4 separate regions of the Mus musculus genome follow, and all the other regions are linked to region 1. A link is a contact called in public promoter capture Hi-C data. All regions are on one chromosome and are shown on one strand. The core of a region is the stretch at or near the end of the contact, and the rest is flanking DNA. Distances in the headings are between cores, read along the strand shown.

What was found. Promoter capture Hi-C pulls out the DNA fragments that hold promoters and counts their contacts.
Region 2: a promoter capture Hi-C map of neutrophils shows a contact between it and region 1, with 3 times the contacts expected there. The contact joins the promoter of Fbxw9 here to the promoter of Prkaca in region 1. A contact is called at or near these places in 3 of 39 promoter capture datasets (hematopoietic stem and progenitor cells, neutrophils and pre-B cells).
Region 3: a contact with region 1 is called in a promoter capture Hi-C map of liver, with 4 times the contacts expected there. The contact joins the promoter of Tnpo2 here to the promoter of Prkaca in region 1. A contact is called at or near these places in 7 of 39 promoter capture datasets (the C10 cell line, cranial neural crest, frontonasal cranial neural crest and 3 more), 1 of 484 Hi-C or Micro-C datasets (B cells) and 1 of 115 datasets of contacts at active chromatin or transcription factors (embryonic forebrain).
Region 4: a contact with region 1 is called in a promoter capture Hi-C map of neutrophils, with 2.9 times the contacts expected there. The contact joins the promoter of Hook2 here to the promoter of Prkaca in region 1. A contact is called at or near these places in 7 of 39 promoter capture datasets (the 3T3-L1 cell line, cranial neural crest, fetal liver and 4 more) and 1 of 115 datasets of contacts at active chromatin or transcription factors (bone marrow-derived macrophages).

The regions. Positions count from the first base shown.
Region 1 is chr8:83,971,477-83,974,886 of GRCm38.p6, forward strand. It overlaps Prkaca (protein kinase, cAMP dependent, catalytic, alpha), which reads left to right and starts at 1,502. Exons shown (of 10, transcript NM_008854.5): 1 at 1,502-1,756. The coding sequence starts at 1,711.
Region 2 is chr8:85,058,210-85,061,619 of GRCm38.p6, forward strand. It overlaps Fbxw9 (F-box and WD-40 domain protein 9), which reads left to right and starts at 1,910. Exons shown (of 10, transcript NM_026791.2): 1 at 1,910-2,327. The coding sequence starts at 1,919. It overlaps A230103J11Rik (RIKEN cDNA A230103J11 gene), which reads right to left and starts at 2,251. Exons shown (of 4, transcript NR_110582.1): 1 at 2,198-2,251.
Region 3 is chr8:85,035,055-85,038,464 of GRCm38.p6, forward strand. Tnpo2 (transportin 2 (importin 3, karyopherin beta 2b)) reads left to right here and starts at 1,839. Exons shown (of 25, transcript NM_001364032.1): 1 at 1,839-1,923; 2 at 3,281-3,410. The coding sequence starts at 3,337.
Region 4 is chr8:84,988,989-84,992,398 of GRCm38.p6, forward strand. It overlaps Hook2 (hook microtubule tethering protein 2), which reads left to right and starts at 1,635. Exons shown (of 21, transcript NM_001372357.1): 1 at 1,635-1,764; 2 at 2,231-2,316; 3 at 2,389-2,461. The coding sequence starts at 1,720.

The DNA.
Region 1 (3,410 bases), core at 252-2,751:
GAACCGTACTTTCTGGCAGGGTACTTTCCCCCTCGGGGACTGCAGCTGACCTAGTAGCAGGAGTACATATAGTTATTGGCTTAGAAGCTGGTTGTGCATTGTTGAGCAGTGAGTCTATAGGTATATGTACCTCAGAGTCAACTACCCTTTGGAGTCCAGGAGAGGTAGCTCATCGTCCACTCAGCACCGTCCACCCAGCACCGTCCACCCTGGCCACCCTCTATTACAGAGCTCTGGTGAGGGTAGGGATAATTTGTTTCCAAGAGTACATTTAGCAGTATCTGGAGATGTTTGTGTTGTCCCAGGCAGCAGACAGATGGAAGAGTACCAGCATCCAGAGTGTGAGGGTGGGGTTCTGATATCAACCTAGTGTGCAGGAGACCCTCCAGCAGAGTGCTCAGGCCCCTGGTGTCAGTGGCAAGGTGGGAAACTGACCACGTTCTGACAGTGCAGACTTGAAAGAACACCGAGTGAGGTTCTAGTTCAGTGGTACAATGCTTACTTCGCAGGGAGTATGCATCGTGTTCAATCCCCAGCATTGCATAAAAACAAAATTTAAAGATGAGCATCCAGAAGGAAGGAGAACGGCTCTCTTCCTGCCCAAAAGGGGCAGGTTATGTTGGTCATGTCTAGGCAATGGAGATTAGTTAAGAGCAAGGAACTAGCCTGACCGAGCCTCCATAAAATGGGAGTATGGCAGGCCCAACGTGCAAGGTACAAGAAGTAATGCACTTGGCTGGCGTCCGTAGTTACTACTTTTCAGGGGCCTAGGGTTGAGCCTTAGCAAAGAGTGTAGATACTCTGAGTCTCCTCCCAGCACGCCCTCAGTTCTGGGTCCAACATCCCCTTGCAGCTCCAGTTGTGTCGCGAGCAAACCAAAGCGGACCCCGAGCTAGTTGGGTCACGGCTGCCCAGTGTCGGGCCTCCTTATGAATGACACCGAACGGCGCCCGGCGACCCTTGACCCTCGGCGCCAGCCCGCCCCTCCCCCCCTGGCAGGTGGACAGCCGCTGCGCCGGCCCGCCGTGGCGTCAACCTCTGGCCCGTGGCCGCTGCCGCACTGGGCAGGGGCGGGAGACTGCAGCGCGCACATTGCCGCACGGGCGTCCGCCGGGCCGCCTCCCGCACCTCGCAGCGCCTGCCACCCAGCCACCCTCCAGCCGCCGCAGCCTCCGCCCCGCCCGCTGCCCGGGCCGCAGCCTGAGCCGCTGCCCCGCCCTCTCACCCCGGGACTGACACTAGCCGGGGCCGCCTGTCTCCGCCAATCGACGGCTTCGCAGGGGCAGCCCCAAGCCCTCTCGGGCTTCTCGGCCAATCACGTGCGTTCGCCCGCCCGACTGCGGCCTCACGAGCCCGTGAGTGGCGGAGAGTCTGCAACTCGCGTCACTCATCCAGGAGCCTATGGTGGCGCGGGAGGGTTCCGGAGGGCCAATGGACAGCGGCGTAGGGCTGTCAGTCAGGGAGGCCTGAACCAATGGGCGGTGGGCTGCGGGGGCGTCACGGACAGAGGACTTGGGCTGAGGCTCCCCCGCGGGCGGGCGCAGAGAGACGCGGGAAGCAGGGGCTGGGCGGGGGTCGTGGCGCCGCAGCCAGCGCAGCCAGCCCCAGGGGCCGCCGCCTCCGCTGCCCAGCGCGCTCCGGGGCCGCCGGCCACCTTAGCACCCGCCGCGTCGCAGCTCCGGGACTGGCCCCGGCCGCGACGCCGCCGCGATGGGCAACGCCGCCGCCGCCAAGAAGGGCAGCGAGCAGGAGAGCGGTGAGTGCCCGGCCGTCACCCTGATCTTCACTGCGTGCGGCCTGCCCGCGCAATGCCCATCACTGCATGGCCCCTCCCCCATATGCCCCCCCAATCTTGTCTGCCTGCACCCCTGCCTGCTGCCTGTTCACGTTGGGGTCGGATCACCGCAGAGATACTTTGCCCCCAGTAGGGCCTGGTGCCCATGGCCTACCATCCCCCACTGCAAAGGCCGTGCCCCCCCACCCAGCTGTCACTGCCAACCATTGCATGTATGACCGCCGGGGCCCCAGATGAGGCCCTGTCACCACACCAACCCCTCTTCTCCTAGTCCCTTTCTCCAGATTCTATACCCCCTCCCACTTCGTCACTTACCTTTCCCACACAGCGCCCCAATGCCTGACCCTGATCCAGGCTCCTGCCAGTTTCGGGAGTGCTGTGGGGTCCACGCTGCAGGGACCTTGGCCACTTGGTGACCACACCCCTCCCCCTCCAGCCCCCGCCATCTTTCTCCTACCCCTGCCCGATTCACCTCATCACAGCTCCCACCTCCAAGCCACCCCCACCCCCATGAGCATTTCCCGGGGCCACCTCCTGCATTGTTTTTCCCTTCTGTGTCACTTGGCATGGGGGACAAGATCTTTCTGGGTCCCTCTGCCCCTCTCATCCTGTCACTCCACCTCCTCCGTGCATTCGTCTGGCCCTGGCTGGGGTGGCAGACTGTTTATGAACCTAGAGAGCTGCTTCTGCGCTTCCTTATCCAAGTTGGAGCTGGTCTTGCTCAGAGCCATTACGTCTGTCCTTTTTCTTGGGTTGCGGGTGAGGTAAAGCGGCAGAGCACCCTCCTGGCCTACCCTGAGGTCTGGGTTCCTTAGAAGGCCCCTCAATAAATGGTCGTTTCACAACTGCGGTTCTGTCGTTCACCCAGCCCCTGGGGCTGGTTTGAAACTGCGGATGAAATGAATAGCAAAGGCTCATTCCACTGAATGGGGATGGTCAGAAGAATTGCGCGCATTGGGGTAACGCCATCCAGCAATAGGTGACAGCTAATGATTTGGTTTGCTTAAGACAGATGGATTCTGTGCATACCGAGGGCTCACCCAGAGGGAGGTATATCCACACACACATACACACACCCCCCCCCCAAAAAAAAAACCATGCTGAATTTTTCTAGCCAGGGAAAAAAAAGTGATTCTATATTTGAAATTACTTCAGAAAGGGCCTTGGGCCCTGTCCCCCAGTGCTTCATGTCTCAAAGTGGTGTCACTCCAAGCTAAAGCTGTACTGCAGCTGAGAACAGCTTCCAGTTACCCAAAAAGGAGGCTCTGATCAGCTGTGCCCTTCTCAGTGTCTGAGTCCCCCGAATGCCACTCAAGAAGCCCAAGAACTTTCTGCCCCTCCCCCCCCCCTTCAACCAGCAGAGCTCAGCCCAGCCTAGCAGCCTTAAGAGGCCTGGCATTTCACAGATGGGCGGGGGACAGAGGCAAGTGCTTGTAGTTGAGGGCTTGATGACAGAGGAGCAGGTGGGTAGTGCCCAAAAAGGTCTTGGGCTTGAGCTTGGAGGGCTCCGGGCAGAAGGAGAAGGGCCAGCCCCCTTGGCAGGTGAGGCCCACCAGGAGGTAGATGGTACGTGCAGTGGACTGAATACTGCAGTGGCCCCTCTGAAAGCTGAGCA
Region 2 (3,410 bases), core at 660-3,159, 1.1 Mb after region 1:
GGTTGAGCTGGAGAGACAGCTCAGCAGTTAAGTGTGCTGACTGCTCTGCTATAGGTCCTGAGTTCAAATCCCAGTAACCACATGGCTGTCACAACCATCTGTAATGAGATCTGACACCCTATTCTGGTGTGTCTGAAGACAGCTATAGTGTACTCACATACATAAAATAAATAAATCTTAAAAAAAAAAAAACCTCCCTCTGCAGAGTGTGAGTTTCAGGATAGCCAGGGCTACACTGAGAATCCCTGTTTTGGAAAACCAAAAAAGTGCCAAATGAGACCATATGATTATATTAGCTAATAGAAGATGGAAGCAGGATGAAATCAAAACCAGGGTAAAATTGTCAGAAGAAAAGCCTTTTATGCCGGGTGTGTCTGTTCATATCTTTAATCTCAGCATTTGGAAGCATTTAGGGTTCAAGGGCTAGCCCTGCCTATATAGTGACCAGGTTTATATAGAGATCAAGATAAGGCTACATAGTGATACCCTTAAAATCAATTAAAAAGAAAGATTATACCTGGACAGGACTGATTGTGGGGAGCTGTGACTCGTCTATGTGAAATTATCCTGGCCTACTACCTTTAGTCCTTAACCATTTATTGCCCACAGTTTTGCCTGACCTATTTGAAATTGAATCAGAGTTCCTAGACAATGGTCATTTGACCCCAAAATAAACTTAGGCGTGGAGCTTAACTGTTGAAGCCATGCAAAGTTGAAGACCTAAATTAGGATTGCCCACATCAGTGTTGGGCACAGGAGAGCAACTCCTGGTGAACAGAGACAGAAGGCTTCCTGAGGCTCACTGGCTGGCCAGCCAGTCTAGCTAAAAGTCATTAGTCAATAGCTGTTTCAAGATATAAGATGCCTGCTGTGAGAGTTGGCTCAGCACATAAAGATGTTTGCTGCCTGTTTACCTTAATTTGATTCCAGAACCTATGTAAAGGTGATGGAGAAGTGACTCCACAGAGTTGCTCTGATACATGTGACCTGTGGTGCACGGGAGCACACACAAAATTTAGGACAATAAACTAAGATGGAGATTGAAGAAGGCCTCCAACCATCTCAACCTCAGGCCTCCAAATGCGTACAAAGCATAAACTCCAGGGCTGAAACGGTCGATGGCCCATGGCTTAAGAGCACTTTAAGTGAGCGAGATAGGTGCCTTTCATTTCAACAGAGAGAGCAGAGGCAGGTCACCCACCGAATTAGAGGCCATCCTGGATTACTTGTCTAAAACAAAGCAGTTGGTCTTGGAGAAGATGAAAATTGGGTTTCTAGCATCCACAAGAGGTGATTGCCGACCTGTAAACCTAGCTTCAGGGGATTCCAAATATAAGAGTAGAAGCCGGATTAAAGGCGTGCCCACTGCCCGGGTTGAGGACCCAGTGACCATTTTTTTTTTTTAAGAATTATTTAGCTGGGTGGTGGTGGCACATGCCTTTAATCCCAGTACTCGGGAGGCAGAGGCAGGTGGATTTCTGAGTTCGAGGCCAGCCTGGTCTACAAAGTGAGTTCCAAGACAGCCAGGGCTATACAGAGAAACCCTGCCTTAAAAAAAAAAAAAAAAAAGGAGTAGAAATAAAAGATAAACGCCGGGCGTGGTGGTGCACGCCTTTAATCCCAGCACTCGGGAGGCAGAGGCAGGTGGATTTCTGAGTTCGAGGCCAGCCTGGCCTACAAAGTGAATTCCAGGACAGCCAGGGCTATACAGAGAAACCCTGTCTCGAAAAACCAAAAAAAAAAAAAAAAAAAAAAAACCATTCACACCCGCACAGGACTAGACGTCTGATTTCCAAGCAATATCTGGCAGGTGTTAGTCTCTGACGTCATCTAATGGGCGCCGGAAGTGATCTCGCGCTGCCTAGGAAACAAGACGCGGCTCTGGCTAAACCTGTACAGCCGCGCCCACCCGGGCGCCATGGATCTTTCCTCAGGGCGGAGTGGGGATCCTCGCTCTTGTGAGGAGGAATCTGACCCCGAGCCAGATCCCGACCCTGACACTCAAGCTGAGGCCTACGTAGCCCGTGTGCTTACCCCTCCCAAGCTTGGCCTGACCCCGCGGCGCTCGTCACTGCAGTCCATGTTCTCCGCGTCCCTAGGCGTGCCGGAGCGAAAGGCCGCCTCCAAAGTCCCGGCCGTGCGCCTACCGGGCCTCTTGAGCCTTCCCCCGGAGCTGCTGCTGGAGATCTGTGCCTACCTGGATGCGCGAGTCGTGCTTCAAGTCCTGCCGTGCGTGTGCCAAGCGTTGCACGACCTCGTGCGTGATCGTGTCACCTGGAGGCTACGCGCTCAGCGCCGCGTACGCGCACCCTACCCAGTGGTGGAAGGTATGCACATCCTTGGGAGACAGGAATTTTGGGGTGCTGCCTAATCCTTGTCGACCACAAGGCCACTTGGTTTCCTCAGGAAGTGCTCTGGACCTGGGATTTCTAAACTTAAAATCCAAAGATTTCCGGGTTTGCGCTTTGTTAGCACAAAGGCCCTAGCCCAAGAATTCCCAAGCTTTGGAAACAACTTGAGGCACAAGCAGCAACTAGCATAACAAAGCCTTTGACCCATGGAGTGTTGATCCAGGATTCGTTAAGAGGTTCTGAATTTCTAGACTCCCGATTGGGATCATTAATACCAGTAATCTTTCAGTTCTAGGTCTAGCCTGTCACCTTTTCTATTTTATTTTATTATTTTGGGGCAGGTTCTCATGTAGCTCCTTAGCCTTACAAGTGTTTGGGCTAGCCTTGTCATCTTTGCAGAGCTGTGTTGTTCCTTCTGCCCTTGAGGTCATTGGTTTCTGGAGGAAGAGACAACTTGAAATCGATGATTTTGAGTTTTTGCTGTTGCTTTTAAGGACAGAACTCAGGGCTTTGGCTATGCTAGGTAAATGCTTTATGACGTGTCCCATCCTCAGCATGTCTCGGACATGTTCCTGGTTCTGATATTGCTAGGTTCTCAGGCTCTTGATTCCTCTAATCTGGAAGAGTTTGATTCTTCTGCATTAGGGAGTTGCCCTCCAACCCCGAGTCAGATTTACAAACAGCTTTGATAAAACAGGTGCTTGGACCTCCTCCAGACCATTGAATGGCTGACCTGAGGTTTAGATTCTGACTTGGGAGGGGGCAGGAAGAGCGACTAGGGATAACTTAGGTAAGTTCTCTACTGCCGAGCCATATTTCCCACCCCTTGGCTTCTGTGTCTTGATGTGGCTTCCTGGTTTATAGTTAGAAGGATTTTTTTTTAATTTTTAATTTTTTGTTTTTTGAGACAGGGTTTCTCTGTGTAGCCCTGGCTGTCCTGGAACTCACTCTGTAGACCAGGCTGGCCTCAAACTCAGAACTCCGCCTGTCTCTGCCTCCCAAGTGCTGGGACTAAAGGCGTGCGCCACCACTGCTTGGGTAGTTAGAAGTTTTAACCAC
Region 3 (3,410 bases), core at 589-3,088, 1.1 Mb after region 1:
CCCATAGACCTGTCCCTCACCTGAAGGTCAAAACAAAGAAACCACAGCAAAACCTATCAAAGGCCTCGGTAGTACTTTGGGATTCGAATCATGGTTACTTTAGTAAATATTGGTTTAAGCAGGGCGAGAAGAAAACGAACCTGCAGTCAACTGGGGAGCTGTGCTTAGAGCTACATTTTCAAATAATTTATGATTTGAATCATTATTGCTCAATAAGCTTAAGGTCAGGTAAGCATAATTTGGATGGATCATCTCTAACGGAGCAAATTATGCTATATCCACTGAGATAGAGGTGCGGCTGAAGAGTGAATCCCTTATCGGCGGTAGGACTAGGAGGGGATGGAGACGGGAAGGGGGTAGAAGAAAGCACCAGGGTCTCCAATTCTATAATGGTGTACGGCTGAAAAGGAAAAACTACTGAATTCAAACGGCAGAAGCATTCATGACCTGGCTCTTGCCTAAATTGCTCTGGGCAATCCTCATCTCACTTTTAAGGTAGGTTAAGGGATTAGGTCTTCTGATCGAATTTAGCTGCCTTGTTTTATTTTAGAAGTTATTGCCAGGGGCTGAATAAGATGACTCAGCGATTAAGTGCACTTGTTGCTTTGCTACAGGACCCTGGTTTTGAGTGCCAGCAATCGTATATGGCAGCTCACAACTGTCTTGTAGCTCTAGTTCCAGGAGATTCAACACCTGACTGTCTCGTCAGAAACGTGATGCAGACATAAATGCAGGCAAAACAAACATAAATCCGGTGGCGCATGCCTTGAATCCCAGCACTTGGGAGGCAGAGGCTGGCGGATTCTCAGTTCGAGGACAGCCTGGACTACAGATTGAGTTCCAGGACAGCCAGAGCTACACAGAGAAACCCTGTCACGAAAAACAGAACAAAAAATGGCCACGTGTTATTTTTCAGTCCCATGTAAAAAGTGTTTAAACAGCATTGAACAATAACAGGACAGTTGCTCTAGTAAAATCCAGCACCGCCAGCTGCCTGCCCTGCTCTTTACGTCGGTGTAGTGCTGTTTAGGGGAGCGAAAGAGAAAGTTACATTTTAACCCCCTCCCCCAGTTTCTCTGTGTAGCCTTGGCTGTCCTGGAACCAGTTCCATAGATCAGGGAGTGCTGGGGTTAAAGGGGTGCGCCGCCACTGCCCGGCTTCATTTTAACTTATTTTTGATCAAAGGGTTTTGTGATGTAGCTTTCCTGGCACCAGAGGGGTCTACTGTTGCCTTATTCCCTATCCCTGCCCTCCCTCCCTCCCAATCCAGTTCTGAGGCACGCCGGACTGCGGAACAGTTTAAATTTTAGGGAGTTGTAGTAAGGACACGGTTAGCTGTAGTTGAAGGATTCCTAGGTCCATTACACACCGAAAACACCCATGCACTACTAAATTTCTAGCTCCAGCAAAATCTGCAACTCAGTGGGGCTGGGGCCAGTTAAGAGTACTGTGGGCTCTCGTAGAGGACCCAGGTTTGATTTCAGCATCCACATGGCTCACCACCACCAGCTTCACAGGCATCCAATGCAATCTTCTGATCCCCACGGCACTGCGCGCACATGGTTCAGACAAAAATACCAATATACGTTAAAGAAGAAAGAAGAAAGCTGCAGTAAGGAAAAGGAAACGAGACGCTGGGAGGACCTAATGGCAAGAGAGGCCTAGAGGCGGTACTTATTCTCTCACGTGACTCAACTTGGCCAGGGCCACTCTGTGCCAGATCACGTGTGAGTGCTTCGCTCTCCGATTGGCTTTGGTAGGCCAGTTTGAACGGCGTACGGAAGCCGAAATTGTTCATTTCGGCCGCGTTTAATTTTTTTTTTTTTTTTTTTTTTTTAATTCCCTGCCTCTGGCTCCCTCCTTCCGCGCGAGCCTCTGGAGAAGCTGCAGCACTTAGGCGCCGCCGCTGCCTCCCGGGGCCTGGTAGGTGGGCCTCGCTCGGCCGGGGCCCCTTGGCTTCAGCTCGCCTCGAACCTCCCTGGGTTCTGGGCCTGCGCCGCGCGCCGCCCAGGCGTCGGGGTCGCGCCCGGCTGAGAGGCGGGGTACCGGGTTGGGCCAGCTCTCGAGGCCGGCAGAACGGGCCGGGCGGGGGAGGGGGAGCTGATCTGATCTCAAGGGGTGGGGCCTCGGCGCCCGGGCAGGTTCGGGTGCCACGAGATGCGGGCCAGTGGGGCGGCTGGGGTCGGGCTGGAGGGGCGCTGATTGGGGGAATCGTCGGGGGACGTCGCGTGGATCGGGTGTGTGTGGGGATCTGTTTCGGCGGGGCTTGGTTGGGTCTGATTCGGGGGAGACAGCCTTGAAAGTTGAGAGGGGAAGGTTGTTTAGTCCTAATAGGGAGGGGCGTCAGACTTGAGACCAGAGGGCTTTGCTGAGTCTGGCTGCGAGGCGGTGGTGGGATCCGTTGAGGGTAGCGCACCGGGCGGGTGTTTGTGCGGGACTCTGTAAGGGAAGCTGCAGGGATTGGACGGATGGGGTCTCCGACGTGAAGTGATCGGGGGTGAGGGGGTGGGAGGGGGCTTAGGGGAATTTGATTGGGGGAGCTGCCAGAGGTCCGTCAGCATTAATTCCTGCTGACTGGGGCGGAGGGTAAGAGCTAGAGAAGCTTGGCCAGATCTGATTGGGGGCAGGCAGCGGGCATTGGGGGCTTTGGTCGTGGGTTGGGTGATTCTGACTGGCTCTCATTCAAAGAGACATTGGAAACCTATCGGGTATTGCTTGTATTCTGGTTAAGGAGGGTCACAGGGCCGCGTCTAGGTCAGAAAGGGGGCCATGTGGCGTCTACTGAGCTTGTAGAGCCGGTTTAGAAGAGGGAGCAGGGATGAGCAAGATCTGGGCGCTTAGGGACCTAGAGGAGCTCAGAAATCTAGGAGGCGGCTGGCATCTAGTGGAGCTGGAAGGCTGGATTTTGGGGAAGGGAATCCTCGTGGACTGAGCCTTCACCTGAAAGACCGCTGGGGCGGGGCCCCTCGCCCTGGAGGGAGGCGGAAGCCGTGAGGCCCGTAACCGGGGGCGGCGGTGGCGTGGATCGCTTTGGAAAGAGGGTTCCTCGTTAGGCTCGATGTGGATCCGTCGCGCCCCCGCCGCTGGTCCTGATGGCCCGCTTTTATATTCCCCCCACTCGCACTCCCGAGCCCGCGACTGCGTGGCCGAGGATGGCTTAGCTGGCGGGGACCCCGCACTTGGACAGGCGCGGATTGGAGGCCTCCGCTTCTCGGCGGAGAGCGCTTGCGTCTGCATGCAGCCGCCTCTGCCTCGGGGACTCAACTTGGGTCTCACACAGAACTCCAGCGACCCAGCGCTGATCCAGGCTCCTACCCCTGCAGTTCGCCTTGCGCCATGGACTGGCAGCCAGACGAGCAGGGCCTGCAGCAGGTCTTGCAGCTTCTCAAAGACTCGCAGTCGCCCAACAC
Region 4 (3,410 bases), core at 385-2,884, 1.0 Mb after region 1:
ACTTCCCAGACCTGGATTCTCAGATTTCTCCTAAACTTCAAAATCCCTGCAATGCAACCTTCACCCTAAATTTTTGTGTCCCAGAATGTCACACATTCTTTTAACAATCATGGTTCCTGGTAACAGTGTGTTTGTGTGTAGGACAGCACAGCTTTGTTTCCACTGTGGGGCATCAACTCTGGTGGATGTGGGATGGGGGAGCCAGTTGGCAGGCCCCATGCCCAGTCCAGTCTGGAAGCACACTCCCTTCTATACCTTTCCACAGGGTCTCAGGGACTGGAATCAGGAAAACAAGGCGTGAGGGTCTGTGGAAGTGTGAATCAGCCTCCAAGGCTCTCTGGTGTGTGCAGCTGAGAGTTTGAGTGGGTTGCAACCGAGTGTCTGTAGTAGATTAACAACTCTAGTAAGATAGAGGGCGGGTGGCTGATGTCGCTGGGCTCACCCAACCAGGACAGGGTCGCTGGACTGGATCCCGGCTCATTGCCTGGATGGAAGCAGAACATTATCCCCCTCCGAACTGAACCCGCCCCAAAGCAGAGCCGGCTCCACTCCTCCCTCTGGGCACATTTAATAGCCTCTAATTACAGCACATTACCCCACCCGCCAGAGAGGGGAGGGGCTACTAGTGGACCCAGGGGTCAAAGGGCGTGGTCTGGGCTTTACCCCTGGCGTCAAAGCCCGTGTACTTTGTAGCCGCTGTTTACTCATTTGCAAAGCGGCGGATTAAAAAAAAATTAAATAAAAAAATTAAATAATACAGTTTCTAAAATTAAGAAACAAAACCTGGGAATTAAAGTAGCCCTTGTCTCCTAGGGTCGTGGAAAACATTCAATTGTCTGTAGATATATAGCTTATTGTAAAGTCTGAAAACAGTAAGCACTCCACAAATGATGTCTTGAGACTTTATTGTCAAAAAATTCTAAGCTCTCTGCGCTCCCCTAAACCGGCTCAACCGGTGGACGCACCCTTTTCCCAGAAGGATGCGTTCCTACGTTCTGCGCGCCCCCTGGTGGGCTTCAGATCACCCGCAGCTTTGGCCAGGTCGAGTGTTTTTTAGGGCAGGAAGGTGCTCAAAGCACCCGGGGCCGGGAAGGAGCAGAGTAGCTCGCAGGAAAGAGACCCCGGGCTGGGCAAGTGCTATGTCCTTTACTCAGGACATACTTGACCCTTCCTGCTCCCAACCATACCCGAGTTTTCAGAAGGACTCCAGCCAGAATCACTTCTCTGGGGAAGACGCTTTTAAGATCCTCTCACTCCACGACTACAGGATTTATAATTATTCTCTGCGCCCACATTAAGAAAGGCTCAGATCATAACGCGGCTAAACCGGAGGATTTCTTTCAGCTTTGGGGGGGAACCATTAAAGTGCCTGTGAAACTGGGTGCGGTAGATCCGCCTTAAAAGGATCTTGAGGACCACTCCACTACATAAAGAGAAGCCGCGAGGAGTGGAGGTCACCAGCAGCAGGACTGAGCCAGACTGACACCTAGCGGCAGAATGTGCACTTGCCTATGTCCCGCATCTAAGATGGCGAGGCAAGTGTTTGCAATGGGAGATCACGTGTCTGGGGCGGAGCCTATGGCTAGGGGGCGGGGTGGAGCGGGGCGGCGCTCTAGGCCGAGCGGGAGGTCTGGGCTTCGGGCGCTCGCTGGTGGCGGACCCGGAGGCTGCTGCTGCGTGCCGGGGCTCCTTGGCCCGGATCGAATTCGATCCGGAGCCATGAGTGTGGACAAGGCCGAGCTATGCGGGTCTCTGCTCACCTGGGTAGGTCGGGGGGCGGGGCTGGGTCAGGTGTGCGCCCTCTCCTCTCGTCCTGTCTTGGTCTTCTTTCCTCGGTTTTGGACCTGGAAGGAGGAATAGATCGTAGGCTTGCTGGGCCGTTGGACTCTGACCTGACCACCTGCGTCTGTCACGTGGGCAGGCCTGAGCGAAAAGACCAGGTGAGGCCACGCCCCTCTGGAGGGCACAGGCCTGGTCACATGTTAGCAGTGGGGACCAGGTGACTGGTGGTAACGCCCTGACCTAGGTTTGCAGGGTTTGCCAGGATAGGTAAAATGAAGCCACGCCCCGTCCTTGCCTAGGCGTGTAGAAGTCACGCCCCCGAAGATGTGATATGTTGGTGCTACAGGCTAATGCCTTTCTAACCCCGTGAAATGTCTGATGGCTGGGGAAAAAGTCTGCAATTCCAGGTCCTCAATTTTCCTGTTGCCCTTCCGTCTTCCCCCTTTAGTTGCAGACGTTCCAAGTTTCACCCCCCTGTGCCAGTCCCCAGGACCTGAGCAGCGGACTCGCCATAGCCCATGTGCTGAATCAGATGTGAGTGTGGCGGCTGAGTGGGAGGATCCTGAAGGGCTCCCCAGCCTGCTCATCCCATCTTTCTGCCCCTAGAGACCCTTCCTGGTTCAACAACGAATGGCTCCAGGGCATCTCAGAGGACTCAAGCCCCAGCTGGAGGTTGAAGGTGACAGGTGGACTCATGACTAGGGAATAACTAGAGGACTTAAGGAGGTGAAGGCAAAGGGAAAGCTAGATACATGTCCTGTGCGATGGACAGGCAGTCTTGTCAGGAAGAGAGCCAGATGTCTGGTGATCAGCAAGCTATTTTTGTTTATATTGAGCACCCACAATAGGACAAAAAAACTTGCCACCATTCTTATGATGTGGGCAAAAGCACACACACAACACATGTTAACTTCCAAGAGGTGTGCTGGCAAATGCTTGTAATCCCAGCTATGGTGGTGTGTTAATACAGGAGGGTGGTAAACCATCCATCATCCCGTCTCAAAACCTTTAAAAGGCCAGGGATATAGTTGGCAAAAGAGAATTTGCTCACCCTACACAAGGTCCTGAGTTCAATCCCAAGTAGCAGGGTATGCTGGGTGGGGGGTGGGAGGGGGGATGGGCAGGGGTAGCCAGACCATGTGGCACACATGGAGTCCCAGTACTTAGCAAGCCAGAGGATCAGGACATCAAGGTTATCTTGGGTGGCTACACAGTAAGTTAGAACTCATTCTGAGCCACATGACACACTGCTTCAAGAAACAAAACTGGGCTGGAAGAATGGCTTGGTGGTTAAAAATGGATACTGTTCTTCCAGAGGAACTTACTGCTTCTCCAGAGAGGACGCACAGACATCAAACAGCTCTCAACCACCTGCAACTGCTCTAGGGGATGTGACACTTGTAGCCTCTGCAGGCATCCTCATATTCTCTTTCTTTCTCTGTCTGTCTCTCTCTCACACACACATACACACATACTTTCACACACACACTCTCTCTCACACACACACACACACACATACACACATACACACATGGTTAAAAGATAAAATAAATCTTAAAAAAACAAGAAAACAAATTCATATAAACCTATGAAGACAGTAAAAGGAGGGTCATGATAGCGATGGGAGG